Linked DNA regions of Mus musculus: all the other regions are linked to region 5. A link is a contact called in public Hi-C and HiChIP or PLAC-seq data. All regions are on one chromosome and are shown on one strand. The core of a region is the stretch at or near the end of the contact, and the rest is flanking DNA. Distances in the headings are between cores, read along the strand shown. Region 1 has its middle 20 kb from the start of Gm40304. Region 2 has its middle 36 kb from the start of Cckar. Region 3 overlaps Anapc4 (anaphase promoting complex subunit 4). Region 4 has its middle 26 kb from the start of Gm30241. Region 5 holds the start of Smim20 (small integral membrane protein 20).

Region 1 (2,700 bases), core at 25-2,524, 300 kb after region 5:
TTTCTATTCACTGTTCACCGCTGTAATGTAAGTAAGCCCTCTTTGGGGGGGGGGGGGGGAATGCAAAAATGAAGTTTAACCCACAATTGAGTCTTACATCCTGTGGTCTTGGAATTTTAAAATTTCATTCAAAACACACATTATAAACAAACTCTCCCAAATGACCATCTCGAGAGGAATGTGGCAGAAATCCAGAAACAATTGTAATATTTGGACCAAGCATGAGCATAAATAGCCAGTGTGTGTTTTCATGAGGGGGATTATGGCTTGTTTCACAAACCCTACAGGGGATTTGTAGATGGGCAGAGCTCAATTCCATGTCGGTTGAGTGTCTCCAGAAGAAAACAATCCCTTGACAGTCAGTGAAGATGAGCTATTAAAAAGGCTCTCTTTGTTTGTTGGAAGCAGTGGTGTGTGTGTATGTGTGTGTATGTGCATGGGTGTGTGTGTGTGAAATTCACGCCAGGAGCCTTTCACACGCTAGGTGAACACCCTACCACTGAACCCCAGCCCCAGCCCCCAAATATCTTTTTAAACTACTCCTATCTGTTGACTACGAACATTGGAAGGAAACTTTCTGGCCTATAAATAAATGCCTATAACCTCAAGCTCAAAGTTGTATCCGGGGCACCTGATCTTTAGTCTAACGGTGGAGACCGATTCAAGGTGAGCGGGTGCTAGAGAAAGGAACACAAGCAATCTTATGTCTTTTTGTCAGGAATATCCAACCAGTGGAGTCAGTGAGATGCCACCAGGCAGTATCCAGGGGGTGGATGATTTAAAGGAGGATGGAGTCCAGTTGTGCTGCAGGGTCAAACTTCAAAGAGATAAGGTAGGATGGGGAAGCTGTAGAGAGCCTCCTAGTGTGTGCACTAGCCTATGCGAATAGTTCATCTCTCTCCCAGAAAAGTGGCAGTACTTTAACACACACACACACACACACACACACACACACACACACACACACACACGTTGGCATGAGAGTGAAGAACAATTAAGTCAGAGAGTCATTTCAAAATAGTTCTTGGCTCCTTACCTCTGCAGCAAAGTTTAACATGAAGACACCTTGTTATTTCTCCTTTTAGTCCTCAGTAAATTTTAATGGTCTACAAATCCATTATTTCTTCAAAATTTGTTTAGGAGAACAGCCTTATCTAGAGATCTACCATGAATCTCATGCCTATTTTTTTAATAGCACCAACACTCAGAATAGCTCTACAGGAACTGGCAGGATCACCTACTCTAATGAGTAGACCTTCCCACCTCCATGATGTTTCAGTTTCGATTTTAACACACGATTCTGAGAAGCCTGGGTGAACTAATATAGTATCGTAGGCCGCTGGGTTTTAATCATCGTGAAGTGAAAATGCATCGCCTCTCTGGGAGGGACAAAGGAAAGTAGAGGTTCTTCTTAGGAACCCTGTGAAGCTTGCCAGGCCCAAGCAGGAAACATCGAGCAGCTTCTCAGAAGACAGAGCCAAGACCACGTTAGAATTATCTGGTACCCATCAGCATCATGGGCTGATAATTATCTCTGAGGGTTAGTTAGCATGGTCGATGTGTGATCTGCAAGGCAAAAGTGGGGCCTCGGGACTCTCGAGTTTGTACTTCAGAGTGAAGCGGTTATGTCCAAGTTCCTTCACATACCCAACTCCTTGTGCCACGCTTAAGTCCCTTTTAAAGTCGATTCGACAATGCAAAAGCAGGGTTGGGCAAACAGTGGAGGTGGTACAAACAGGTTTGGGCTCAGGGAGAAGATAACCATCTTTAGCATCTGTTTCTGTCCTTCCCTCTTCCTGCTACCCCTTGTCTCTTCTCTGAAGTCCTGGAGCTTGAGCCCAGGACCTCATGCCATACCAAGGAGCCAGCTCTGCGCAGAGCCGTTAGACATCGCCAGCCTTGATTTTTATCTGCATCTGACCTGGGGTATCCCAGGATAAATCAGTTGAATTTTGGATTCGCATTTCACCTCTCAATAGGGATAAAAAGCACCCGATGCTTGCAGAGCCCAGGGCGTATGCACATTCACTCAAAGGAGTCTGTAATACCAAAGCTAATGATTGGTATCAAGACACACTGCACTTCTTACTTTTCCCATGTAGCTTTCACCAAGGAACAGTAGAAAGAGCCAAACCTATAAACTCTGAAAGAGTGTACTATCAACCGAGTGCTGGAGTTTATCAAGTGAACTCCAAATTGAGGGTTATTGTTTTCTGCTCAGGTGTCTGACAACCTTCCTATTGGAGTGCAGACTTAAAGTACTTTGATCATCTTTTTTTGTTTTTTGTTTTGTTTTGTTTTTTTGTTTTTGTTTTTTCGAGACAGGGTTTCTCTGTGTAGCCCTGGCTGTCCTGGAACTCACTTTGTAGACTAGGCTGGTCTCGAACTGCCTGCCTCTGCCTCCCGAGTGCTGGGATTAAAGGTGTGTGCAACCATGCCCGGCTTACTTTGATCATCTTAACTGAGTCAAATTCACTAGTAGGTAAAAGAAAGTTTTATTATGAGGCCAGCTGGCCTGTGTGAAGTGACGTTCCCTTTTTCCCCTAGCATCTGTCACTCCTGCTTAATTTCTTACATGGCTTTATCATCACTGAAAATCCCTTACATATGTCATAGATTGTTCTTGGTGTCCTGGAACTTTGTAGACCTGTAATTCACAGAGATCTGTCTACCTGTCCCTCTGAAGTGCTGGGATTAAAG
Region 2 (2,700 bases), core at 27-2,526, 400 kb after region 5:
TGGCCCTGAGTGGTCAGAAACTGAGTGTTTGCTCAGCTCCAGACAGGCCAGTGGGAGGTGTCAGGGAGAAGAGTGGAGCAGTGCCTGGATAAGGGTTGGCTCAGGTACAGCCCTTCATCTAACCTTTGTTGATAGCCTCACTTCTCCGTGCCTCTTTAAACCTTTAGTTTCACAAGTGACTGGGAAAAGTATAGTTTAAATAAGTCAAAGATTTGAGGGTGACAGAAAACTTTGAGTGGACCCAGTCCTGAGGTAAAGAATTTGGCCCTGCATGCATTTCTTCTAGGCTCCGCCCAGCAGTTACCTACCATCAGCCAGGTGTGAGCCTGGCTTGCAAAAGGACTGTTCGCCTTCCCTGTCTTCTCTTTTCTTCTTCCCCCTCCGCCTTCCTCTTCTTCCTCTCCTCTCTCTCCTCTTCCTCCTCCACTCCGTCTCTCTGCCCTCCCTCCATGTTCCTGCCTGGCTCCCACCCACCCTTTCTCTCTCTCTTTCTGTGCTCTGTCCCCTCGCTTTCTCTGCCTCCACTCAATTCTCACCCCCCTTCTCGTGCCCCAAATAAACTTCATTTTATACTAGACCAGGCGTATGGCTGGTACTGGGGGCGGGATCCTCAGCATGCCCCCCCCCCCCCCCCCCGATAAGATGCCACCTCATTACAAAACACCAGAAGGATCGAGAAATGAACAGGTCTCTCTCTCTCTCTCTCTCTCTCTCTCTCTCTCTCTCTCTCTCTCTCTCTTATATTTAAAACCTTACATTCCATTAATTTTTTTCCACCTTAACAAAATAACGAAATCATTTTTTTTTTTCGTTACCCATCCCTCCCCCTCCCCCCGAGTCAGGGTTCTCTGTGTAGCCCTGGCTATCCTGGAACTAACTGTAGAACAGGCTGGCCTCGAACTCAGAAATCTGCCTGCCTCTGCCTCCCAAGTGCTGGGATTAAAGGCGATCGCCACCACTGCCCGTCAAAATCTTTTTCCTCAGTGATCTTGGTTGGGAAGTAAGGTTCCGCGATTGACTGAAGAATGATGCCCCAGTCTTAAATAGTATGTAAATGCAAAGAGTGTTTTTAATCTGCAGAAGTCCAGCATGCTGGGGTCTCCCATTACCAAGATAAAGAGGCATCCTCACCCCCCAAGTGAGCTTGCAGGCCCAGTTTATAGCACATTAGGGGAATTCTGTGGAAGGCAGGCTTTGTCTACTTTATCTCTAGGCATTCCGAAACCATTACCAGGGCGTGGTGACTGCAAGCTGTTTCTGAGGAATCCCGGGGTTGGTGGGCTTTGTCTTACTTCAACTCTAAGGACATTCCATTCCCCTGGTGTGGAGGCTGGAAACTGCTGGCCCTTTGTCCTTGCTGAAGGTCAGGTGATGGGGCAGTTTCTGATTAGCAGTCTGGAGCCAGGGTTTTTAGGGCTGGAATCAGCCTAGCTTTCTCAGAGGTTTGATCGACAAGAAACAGGGCTCACCTGGAGCAGCAGAGCACTGTCCCGAGGATTAGGCTTGCTGGGGGCTCCAGATGCTGTCCCCCTCAAGCCCCTGAGCAGCACCTGGAACCAGGAGCATGTCCTTCTAATTTGAATAAGGGAAAGAGATGTCTTAGTACCTTCTGGCTGGCCAGCTAGTCCCAGGAAGCCCTCTTGTCTCTGCCTCCCCAGTACTAAGATTGTAGCCATGTGCCCAAGACTACATATTTGCTTGTTCATTCATTCATGTATTCATTTATTCATTTTTCTTTTTGTGTGAGTGGTGGGATTGAGTCAGGTCCTCGTGGTTGTGTGGTTAACACTTTATTAGCTAATCCACCTCCCCCAACCCTAGCGTCTTTTCATCCTATCATCGGAGAGAACCACTGCCTCATGAGGCTGGAGGCTCCCCAAGACCTCTGACAATTCCTAATTTCTGCTTGCAACCCAACCTCACCTTGCCAGGGCAAGTTGCCCTCTAGGTTTACGCTCATTCCAAAGTTCTGCTGTGTTGGGATGGAAACCTGGATCCCAAGGAGAGTCATCAAATCCCCGTACAGGGCTGGACTCGAGCACAGCTTCTGAAGTGACACCAGTTTACAGGGTGATGGAGTCCAGGCGGGGTCTTCTTGCTCTGTGTGGACTCTCATGTGACTCTCTGCTGCCTCCCTGTGGTCAGTAGTGGGGAAGGTCGTCCATGTGCTGTGCTAACCCAGTTTCAGAACTGGAGTGTCACAAACCATCACAGATCCTACTTTTGAGTGTGAAATGGACAGGTTAGGCACAGAGAACAGATGTTTGGACCCACCTGCCTTATAATGATAGTTATACTGGATATATATCTATATATCAATATCTATATGCATATATATATGTATGTATATATATATATATATATATATATATATATGTATATATATATATATGTATATGTCTTACCTGAAGACTCACCTGAGGGTTTCTGGGCTTCACTCCCACAGTATCTGAATCAGGAAGGCTGTGTTGGGCTTAAGAAGTGACATTTTATAGACGTTCCAGGTGGTGGTGATGCTGACCCAAGATCCCCCCCCCCCCCCACACACACACACCTCCACCCTTGTCTTGTGTCTCAGGGGACTGGCCCGTGTCACCATCTCTAAAGTCTCTCAGTTGTGCTTTGGCACTCTCCCTCTCACAAGAAAATACCTACAATGTGTGTAAGGGGCTTGCCATTGAAATGGTTCTTTTCCTTTCA
Region 3 (2,700 bases), core at 40-2,539, 400 kb before region 5:
TCGAAGATTCTTACTGTTTTAGGCATGCCATATAATAGATTTTTCTTAGTTTTAGTAGGGATAACTATTGAGAGGCAGCTGAATGGAAATATTCCTACTTTGTATTTTTTTGTTTTTTATTTCTATATTGTTGATATACTAGAAATTTAACCCTAGATTTCCCACATGCTAAGAAGGTACTCTACCATGGTGCTATATTCCAGTGTTTTTGCTTTTATTTTTCTTTTCCTATTTGTTGAGACAGGGTCTCACTGTGTACCTTTGGCTAGCCTGGAACTCCCGAGGTAGACTAGGCTGGCCTTGAATTCATAGGACTCTGCCTGCCTCTGCCTCCTGAGTGCTGTCTTTAAAGGCCTGTGCCACCACACGCAGCCCTCCAGCCCTCTTTTTATTTAAGACAGTCTTACCAAGTTGCCCAGGCTGGTCTTGAACTCATTCTGTAGCCAGTAGCTTGTGATCCTCTGGCCTCACGGGTTTCCAGATGGCTGGGTTACAGGCCTGTGTGCTAGGTTCGGCCTGCAGACTTGACTTTGTTGCTTTGGTTTAACAATTAAAGAAAAAGGATCCCCAACAATGGGGTGGCTTTGTTCCATTTTCAGATGCATCGTTAGCTTTGGTTAGTAGTGGAATTCAGTTTAGATCTGTATTTAGTGTTCTCCAGATTTAGGCTCCGTTGTTCATTTTGAGAGTATATGCCTGTCCTAAGAGGTAACTTCAGTTGAAAAGGAATTCAAACCTTAACTAGTGTGACTTTCTATGTGTTTGGCATCACAGTATTTTACAAACTGTCTTATCACAGCTGTTTTGTGGTGGCTGCTAGGATTCTATTGAGAATGAGTGTGGCTAGAAGAGCCTCCTGATACTGCAGGCAGGAGAGATCCTTCTAACTGCTGGTTGTTGTCCGTAGGCTTGACGAGCAGGGCAGCATTATCCCCACACGCACCATGCACTTTGAGAAACACTGGAGGCTGCTAGAAAGCATGAGAGCGCAGTATGTTGCTGGGAACGGCCTTCGAAAAGTGTCCTGTGTGGTGAGTATTACAGACCGTGCAGGATGTGACCGTGCTCCCTGGCAGGCGTCCAAGGCCTTTCTTTGTGTCATTTTATGATTCATAGTTTCTGCTAATTATAAGCATGGAGTAGCCTCAACTGTATTAGTTTCTTATTCTGACAAAGCTTACTAAATAGGTAAAAATAACTCTGGATTTTGCTAATCTTATAAATTGTTTTACTTAGAGGTTATTTTACAGAAAGTGAAAGCTGAGCTGTGAGTGGCTTTGTGATAAATGATCAGGAACTCCTGTGAAGCCATCCTTTAATTTAAGCTTCTGATTTTAATTCCTCAATATGTGATGTGTTTGTTAAGCCGTGCATTTAAACAGTATTCCTCTGTCCTTGTTTTCGTTAGTTAAGTTCAAACCTCCGGCATGTGAGGGTGTTTGAAATGGACATCGATGATGAGTGGGAGATTGACGAGTCTTCAGACGATGAGGAGGAGGCTGGCGGGAAGCCTGTGAAGATCAAGGAGGAAGTGTTGTCAGAGTCAGAGACAGAGGCTCACCAAGACGCTGCTGCCCTAGACCCGGACGTAGTCATCAAAGTGGAGAAACTTGACCCTGAGTTGGACTCGTGACCCAGCTTGACAGCATTGTGTTAGTTAATGTGGCAAAAAGACGTAGTGGATGGACTAAGAATGTATCGGTCACACTGAGTTGTCTGTGTATCAAAGAAATAAATGGTAAATTTTATTTTTTCATACTCTGTTCCATCCTTGTGGAGGAGTGTCACTGTGGCAGACCCCTTTCTTGCTGGGGTTTTTTCCTCATATTGTGCAGAGCCAATGTTTAAAGAAAACAAACACAGCTTTGATCTGAAGAGCCAGGCAAGCCATTCCTGTCAAAAGGGATTCTCCTTATTCCTGTTGCAGGAGCGGTACACTTGAATAGAGGACACACGCTTGTGATTCAGCACTTTGGAACCTCGGGGAGGAGGCTGGCAAAGTTCAAGGCGAGCCTGAACTAAGTTTAAATAGCTATTTGGGTGCATTTCGGGTACTTTTTAAAAATACTTAAATAATTACTTGTCTCAGTGTGTGTATGTGTGTCCTAGCTTTGTAGTTTTATTTCCTTCCAATCGTAGTCTTGAAAATTTTATACTCATCACATGCTAAAATATTCCATCTTTTAAAATCAGAATAGTTGAGTAAATCCAAAGGGACACCATGAAGTATTACCTTGGGTCTATGGTTACATATAAAAAGCTGAGTTTATGTATGTGAGCTAATCTAGTAGTTTTGTACTTTGGGGGATGTCCAGTTAGTCACCATGCTAAGTACTTATTGTTAAAAGATGCTGTAGCTAGAATTGGATGTCATGAGTTCACTAGGAGATAGTCCGTTTCAGTGGCACAGTTTGACGTTGTGACCATCATCTATAGCCTTGCCATCAACCGGCCTCTTGTTTTGATTGTCTGCCGTGTCGGGGTTTTTGTTTTTGTTTTTGGAGGGGGTGGGGGTTAGTTCTTACAGAGCACCAGAAACTAGTGCACAGGATTATACTTCTGGGGTCATAAAATCTTACAGTGTGGTAGCAAAGAAGGTATAAAATCAGAAATGACCTCACGAGGAATATGTAGTCCAGGAACGATTTTTGGTTGGTTGGTTGGTTGGTTGGTTGGTTTGATTTGGCTTTTTAAATTTTG
Region 4 (2,700 bases), core at 6-2,505, 360 kb before region 5:
TTTTAAAAGTATGTTTAAGAGTTATAGCGGGGCTGGTGAGATGGCTCAGTGGGTAAGAGCACCCGACTGCTCTTCCGAAGGTCCGGAGTTCAAATCCCAGCAACCACATGGTGGCTCACAACCATCCGTAACGAGATCTGACTCCTTCTTCTGGAGTGTCTGAAGACAGCTACAATGTACTTACATATAATAAATAAATAAATAAATAAATAAATAAATAAATCTAAAAAAAAAAATTTAAAAAAAAAAAAAAAGAGTTATAGCAAGGAGTCAGGCACAGTGCCATGTGCATTTAATCCCAGCATTCAGAAGGCAGAGACAGGCAGATCTCTGAACTCAAGGCTACCCTGGTCTATAGGGTGAGCTCTAGGATAGCCAGGTGGTATACTGGCTAGTTTTGTGTCAACTTGACACAGGCTGGAGTTATCACAGAGAAAGGAGCTTCAGTTGAGAAAATGCCTCCATGAGATCCAGATGTAAGGCATTTTCTCAATTAGTGATCAAGGGGAGAAGGCCCATTATGGGTGGTGCCATCTCTGGGCTGGTAGTCCTGGGTTCTTTAAGAAAGCAAGTTGAGCAAGCCAGGGGAAGCAAACCAGTAAGTAACATACCTCCATGGCCTCTGCATCAGCTCCTGCTTCCTGACCTGCTTGAGTTCCAGTCCTGGCTTCCTTAAGTGATGAACAGCAATGTGGAAATGTAAGCTGAACAAACCCTTTCCTCCCCAACTTGCTTCTTGGTCATGATGTTTTATGCAGGAATAGAAACCCTAACTAAGACACCAGGGCTGCCCAGAAAAAAAATCCTGTCCAAAACTAAACCAAACCAAAAACCATTAAACAGCAACAAAACCAAACAATAATAGCAATAACAACAAAACCCCCAGCGTGCACTCCCCACCTCCCAACAAGGGAACAATGAGAAGTCTGAGCATTTATCAAAAAAGGAACAAGAGTATCTTCAAGAACACAGTTGCAGAGTTGGGATGTGGGATCTGAATGAAAAAATGAGGATATGACTCATATGTTCCGAGATATGGTTGAGAAGATTTGCTGTAGATATGAACAGAGCCGGCCGAGAGAGGAGTGAGAGGAGGGGAGAGTGACAGAAAACAGAGCGGGCAAGTAAGTGGTCCCGGGGTGATCTAGGAAGGGAGACAGCCAGCAAGAGATCAGGATCAGGAGGGTGCATAGCCAAAATGTCCGAGTTACACAAAGAATAGACTACGAAGGGGCGGGGGTGGGGTGAGGGACCGGAAGCCCAGCCCCAGGAGAGGGAGGCTTAGCAGAGGGGGCGGGGTGAGATGTGCTGGGAGGAGCCACAGGTACTGAGAGAAACTTGCCCGCGTTTCTTTGAGACTTAATGGCACCTACTGGGCTCAGAACTGAATTAAACTGACGCTTGTTCTGTAAGCGGGAATGTCAGTCACACTGTGCTTGTGTGTGTCTCTGCAAGCACCGGTCATGGACTCCACCTGTCACAGACTCGAGGTGGCTTCCAGCGCTTCCCAGAGATAAAGCAGAACTCCCTTTGCATTTACAGGCCGCCATCCCTTGGAATCCACAGGGGTTGCCCAAGGTCTACAGTCTGAAAGTCACAGTTGAAGGGCAAATCCAGGTCTCTTGACTTTCATCCTTGCCTTCTGGACAAATTTAAATGTCATTGCTATTATTATTAACATCGACTCATAGCAGCAGCATATTGTAATGCTGCCGTTGTCTCCTGCTCTGCGCTTCACATCATTGACTATTTTAAATTCACAGCCTTTTACAATAGTTACAGCTCAGGATTTCCAGAACGAACAGCAAGGGCTCTTGCTTATGTATTACGGACTAAAAATTCAGACTTTTCACTTTTTCGACTATCGAGAAACTGTATTAAAAATAACTGCCCCGTGTACGTTTGTCAAGCTTTAACTACATTTCACAACCCTGGGTTGGTAACGTGTCTATGTAAGAAAGGAACAATATTGATCTGCAGGAAGGGATGTAGAGAAGGAAGGAGACCCGTGGCCACCATGCAGGGACACAGCTCATCATGAGGTGGGCTGAGTGGGGCATGGCACAGAGGGTCTTAAATCTGGCTTGGGTAAGGGGAGATGGACTTCAATTTAGCCCTGAGGGATGGAAAAAGCAGATGGAAGGAGGTAAGACAAGTAGGAACTGGTGATGAGGTAGAAACTCCCGAGGACATTCTAAAGAGAGGGATGACATGAGCAAGCACCCCGTGTCATCGCCATCTTTGTATCTTAGGCCCCACCCAGCCCCACTCTATACATTGAGGCTAGGATGGGTAGTCCTTGAATGGATGGATCATCAAATGCTCATTTGTGTGGGCACCTCGAGTTCTGTCTTTTGTTGGACTGGGGCTATGTGTGTGCTTGGCCGGCCTAGAGACACATAAGGTCCTTTGTGCGATTTGGAACCCAGACAGGAAGGGCGTGGCCCAGCTTCTTCATCTGAATATTAATATTAATTGACATCTGAATGTTGAAGACAATTGCTGCAGAACCAGTCCCAGGTGTCTCAGGAAGCCTGGGGTGGGTCGGGGAGGTGGGTGGGTGTGGTGGCATTGGTGCCTTTGACTGATGTCAGGCTCCGGTCACTGTCGGCTGTGCTTTTAATGAGCTTCTAAATTGGGAGACTTGCCTACTTCCTTAGAGGCTCCCCTTGTTCTGCCAGTTCTTTCTTCTCTTTCTCC
Region 5 (2,700 bases), core at 7-2,506:
CCCTGTACTTCGGTTGCCCGTGGGACTGCATCAGTCATCGGCAACAGGCGGCATCCGGGATTAGTTATCGTTTCATGTATTTGTTCCGTGGTAGGATCCTGGAGTGCAGAGGTCATGTCTCATTCATCTCGTGTCCCCCTTAGCACTTTGCCTGCTGTTCGGGGGGCCTAGCCAGATAGTCCATAAATCTGCTGACAGATTGAACGACTGATTTATATGCTGCTAGAGTCAGAGGTAGATGGAATCTTGATTCGACTACAAAACTACAGAGGAAAAGACCTGTGTTCACCACATCATTTCTGAGAGATTGCAGATCTTCTCTGGACTAAATAATGTTGCTGGGGTCAAGATAAATACCTTCTGTGCAGCCCAGACTCGCTACTGGTGTCATTTCTATTTCTAAGGGATTGAGCGAAGGCCCAAGGAATGTTGGTCTTAGCTGCCCAGCCCCCTGAGGAGATCATATCTTCTGACTCAGGCTCTGTAAAGGAGAACAGGTGCAGAGGTGGGGGAAAGCAATCCCCACAAGCATGGCGGGATGAGGGAACAGGTGTCAGTCTTCAGAGGCTGTGCCCCAGGCAAAGAGCCAGAGCCCTAGGGACCTGCCACTGACTCTGTGCTGTTCCTAGATTTTAATAGTTTTTGTTTGCAGCCCTCGATTAGTTTTGGGAATCCCTGTCTACTTTCTGAAACCCCTGTATAATTCCCCCCATAACCCAGCACACACAATATGGAGAGCAAAGAGGACAAGGGATCAAAGTTAGATCACTTACTGTGCTCAAACACCCTCCAGGAAAGGCTGTCTTGGGTCAGAAGACTCAGTGACTAATTTTGCAAATACCTTGCAAACCATTCGAACCAGGTGATTTGCTCCTTTGTGGCTCATGCCCACACACAGCTTTCAAAGAGGGAGGCCCAGTCTTTCAGAGGCTTCTAGCCTCACCAGTCACCAAATGTCACATTAATGAGGGGGAAGGGTAAGAAAGAGTTGTTGGGAACAGAAGAGTAAGACAGAAGGTGGTAATTGGAGCAGAGAAGGAAGGACCCAGACCCGGGGCCAGTAAGAGGTCAAAAAGAGGGCACGAGAAAGGAGTGTAGCCAAATACAAGTCAGCACAAGCCACCAGTGTCTCGGCCTCCACGATGGCAGCCGGAGGGCGAGGAGGCGGGTCTTGGTTTGAGGCCCCGCCTTATGCCGCGCCCTTCCTCGGATGACCCCGCCCCACTAAGAGGCGCCCAGGCCCCGCCTCCGAGCTCAGAGGCTCCTCCCTGCACTCCGATCCCGGAAGCGAGCTCTGCTCCGCCTCTTCCGAGCTGGGTCGCGACCTTGAGGCCGGGAATCGAGTTTCCAAACGTGCGGGGGCCTTCGCCGGCTCTGCTGCCCCCTTTCTCTCCATGGCAGCGGCCCGGAACCTGCGCACCGCGCTCATATTCGGAGGCTTCATCTCCATGGTCGGCGCCGCCTTCTATCCCATCTACTTCCGGCCCCTTATGCGGCTGGAGGAATACCGTGAGTGACCTCTGACCCCGCGCAGTGGCTGCTCCCAGCGCTACCCCGAAGCCCTTAAGCCCCTACCCTATCTGTTCAAGGAGTGCTGAGGAAGGATGTGGACTTGGGAGTGAGGCTACCCGGGTTCCAGGCTCGCCCAGTGCAGCCCGGTGACCACGGACAAGGGGCCCCACCTCTGACCTTCAATGTTGAGGCTCTACATATCTTTTGCAGGATCAGCAACAAAACTGTGAGCATCTTAGGGGTCACAGAGGTGATGTGTATGAAAGCAGCCTACACACAGCAGGTCAACACTAACACTAGTTCACACACAGTATATACTGATATACTGAAGATTTAATGTTTTGGGTTAAGCATATACCGAGTCGTTGAATTTGCACGGGCTTCCCTTGGGGTAGATGCTACCCATTTTACAGATGGAGGTCACACAGCTAGTAAGTGGTGAGGGAAATGTTCCAACCCAGGCGTCTGTCCGCAGAGCCCCGCTCCATCCACCCAGGCTGAGATGGTGCTATAGTGGAGAGCTTTGATCATTCTGAGTTGAAAGGTGTTTTTATGGTGCATCATTGCCAATCCCTAAGATGTCTTGGAGCGGAAATATTTCAAAGCTAAACTGTTAACCTGGGTTCTGAGTTTTTCCTCAAATCGTTTTTTTTTTTTTTAGATTCTGCTGGTTTCCTTCATTTTTAAGCTGGCTGCTCACATGACAATGGCGAGTGTCCGGGGAGTCATTTTCCTCCTTAATCATTCAGGTCCTATCATTCTAAAAGCCACACTCCTTCCTGGAGACCTATACCTCAGCAAGGATTAGCACTTTGATACATCTGAAACCATCTGTCAGCGAGGAGAGATGAGGCATTAGAGGATCATTTTGTTCTCCAGGAAACCTGAATCATCTTGAAGATGGAAGAGGGCCAGCCCAGCCCCCGGGGAATATTAGCTGAGGCTGAAGCTTGGCGATTTCAAGCCTCATGTAAATGTTCTGACCATCTCCAGCGCCATAACACTTGGTTTCTGGAGGCAAAGCATTTTAAAGTACACACATGAATCCCCTGACAGCTTCTTTTCATCAGCTCAGACTAAGATGGTCTCTGTGCTTCCTGCCTTCAAGCCTTCCTGCATGCGCCACGTGTGGAAGGAATGTGGGCTTGTGTAAGGTCCTGCAGAATTTGTCTCCATCCTGGATGGATC

The links. A called contact is a pair of places that touch in the nucleus more often than the background predicts. HiChIP or PLAC-seq counts read pairs in DNA pulled down with a chosen protein or histone mark.
Region 1: a Hi-C map of effector CD8 T cells shows a contact between it and region 5, with 4 times the contacts expected there. The contact joins the enhancer-like site here to the promoter of Smim20 in region 5. A contact is called at or near these places in 5 of 39 promoter capture datasets (the 3T3-L1 cell line, embryonic stem cells, hippocampal neurons and 1 more), 1 of 484 Hi-C or Micro-C datasets (effector CD8 T cells), 4 of 115 datasets of contacts at active chromatin or transcription factors (embryonic stem cells, memory CD8 T cells and trophoblast stem cells) and 2 of 9 other capture datasets (adipose tissue and liver).
Region 2: an H3K27ac HiChIP or PLAC-seq map of embryonic stem cells shows a contact between it and region 5, with 4 times the contacts expected there. The contact joins the enhancer-like site here to the promoter of Smim20 in region 5. A contact is called at or near these places in 13 of 39 promoter capture datasets (the 3T3-L1 cell line, the C10 cell line, cranial neural crest and 6 more), 1 of 15 datasets of contacts at CTCF or cohesin (the NIH/3T3 cell line), 10 of 484 Hi-C or Micro-C datasets (the HL-1 cell line, Th1 cells, adipose-derived mesenchymal stem cells and 6 more), 15 of 115 datasets of contacts at active chromatin or transcription factors (the 230-238 cell line, acute myeloid leukemia, astrocytes and 7 more) and 4 of 9 other capture datasets (adipose tissue, embryonic stem cells, liver and 1 more).
Region 3: an H3K4me3 HiChIP or PLAC-seq map of bone marrow-derived macrophages shows a contact between it and region 5, with 4 times the contacts expected there. The contact joins the enhancer-like site here to the promoter of Smim20 in region 5. A contact is called at or near these places in 7 of 39 promoter capture datasets (the 3T3-L1 cell line, 3T3-L1-derived adipocytes, embryonic stem cells and 2 more), 8 of 484 Hi-C or Micro-C datasets (the G1E-ER4 cell line, the N1E-115 cell line, adipose-derived mesenchymal stem cells and 5 more), 4 of 115 datasets of contacts at active chromatin or transcription factors (bone marrow-derived macrophages, extraembryonic endoderm stem cells, intestinal crypt epithelium and 1 more) and 2 of 9 other capture datasets (adipose tissue and liver).
Region 4: an H3K4me3 HiChIP or PLAC-seq map of bone marrow-derived macrophages shows a contact between it and region 5, with 4 times the contacts expected there. The contact joins the enhancer-like site here to the promoter of Smim20 in region 5. A contact is called at or near these places in 1 of 39 promoter capture datasets (the 3T3-L1 cell line), 2 of 484 Hi-C or Micro-C datasets (liver and nephron progenitors) and 3 of 115 datasets of contacts at active chromatin or transcription factors (bone marrow-derived macrophages, extraembryonic endoderm stem cells and stem cell-derived neural progenitor cells).

The regions. Positions count from the first base shown.
Region 1 is chr5:53,565,382-53,568,081 of GRCm38.p6, forward strand. It overlaps a transcript of Rbpj not described here. Among named protein-coding and RNA genes, the nearest start is that of Gm40304, 20 kb to the left of the region's middle. Within about 2 kb of position 1,275, at least 70 of the 459 cell types and tissues checked have an H3K27ac peak or open chromatin away from gene starts, as enhancers often do. A contact at or near this core is called in effector CD8 T cells and memory CD8 T cells, where this site is marked.
Region 2 is chr5:53,670,430-53,673,129 of GRCm38.p6, forward strand. No RefSeq gene overlaps it. Among named protein-coding and RNA genes, the nearest start is that of Cckar, 36 kb to the right of the region's middle. Within about 2 kb of position 1,277, at least 28 of the 459 cell types and tissues checked have an H3K27ac peak or open chromatin away from gene starts, as enhancers often do. A contact at or near this core is called in embryonic stem cells, stem cell-derived epiblast-like cells and trophoblast stem cells, where this site is marked.
Region 3 is chr5:52,864,987-52,867,686 of GRCm38.p6, forward strand. It overlaps Anapc4 (anaphase promoting complex subunit 4), which reads left to right. Exons shown (of 28, transcript NM_024213.2): 27 at 908-1,031; 28 at 1,409-1,748. The coding sequence ends at 1,633. Among named protein-coding and RNA genes, the nearest start is that of Gm30241, 18 kb to the right of the region's middle. Within about 2 kb of position 1,290, at least 86 of the 459 cell types and tissues checked have an H3K27ac peak or open chromatin away from gene starts, as enhancers often do. A contact at or near this core is called in the N1E-115 cell line, adipose tissue, bone marrow-derived macrophages and 1 more, where this site is marked.
Region 4 is chr5:52,909,231-52,911,930 of GRCm38.p6, forward strand. No RefSeq gene overlaps it. Among named protein-coding and RNA genes, the nearest start is that of Gm30241, 26 kb to the left of the region's middle. Within about 2 kb of position 1,256, at least 71 of the 459 cell types and tissues checked have an H3K27ac peak or open chromatin away from gene starts, as enhancers often do. A contact at or near this core is called in bone marrow-derived macrophages, where this site is marked.
Region 5 is chr5:53,265,850-53,268,549 of GRCm38.p6, forward strand. Smim20 (small integral membrane protein 20) reads left to right here and starts at 1,257. Exons shown (of 3, transcript NM_001145433.1): 1 at 1,257-1,509. The coding sequence starts at 1,395. Gm40303 (a long non-coding RNA gene) reads right to left here and starts at 1,278. Exons shown (of 2, transcript XR_868423.2): 1 at 1-1,278.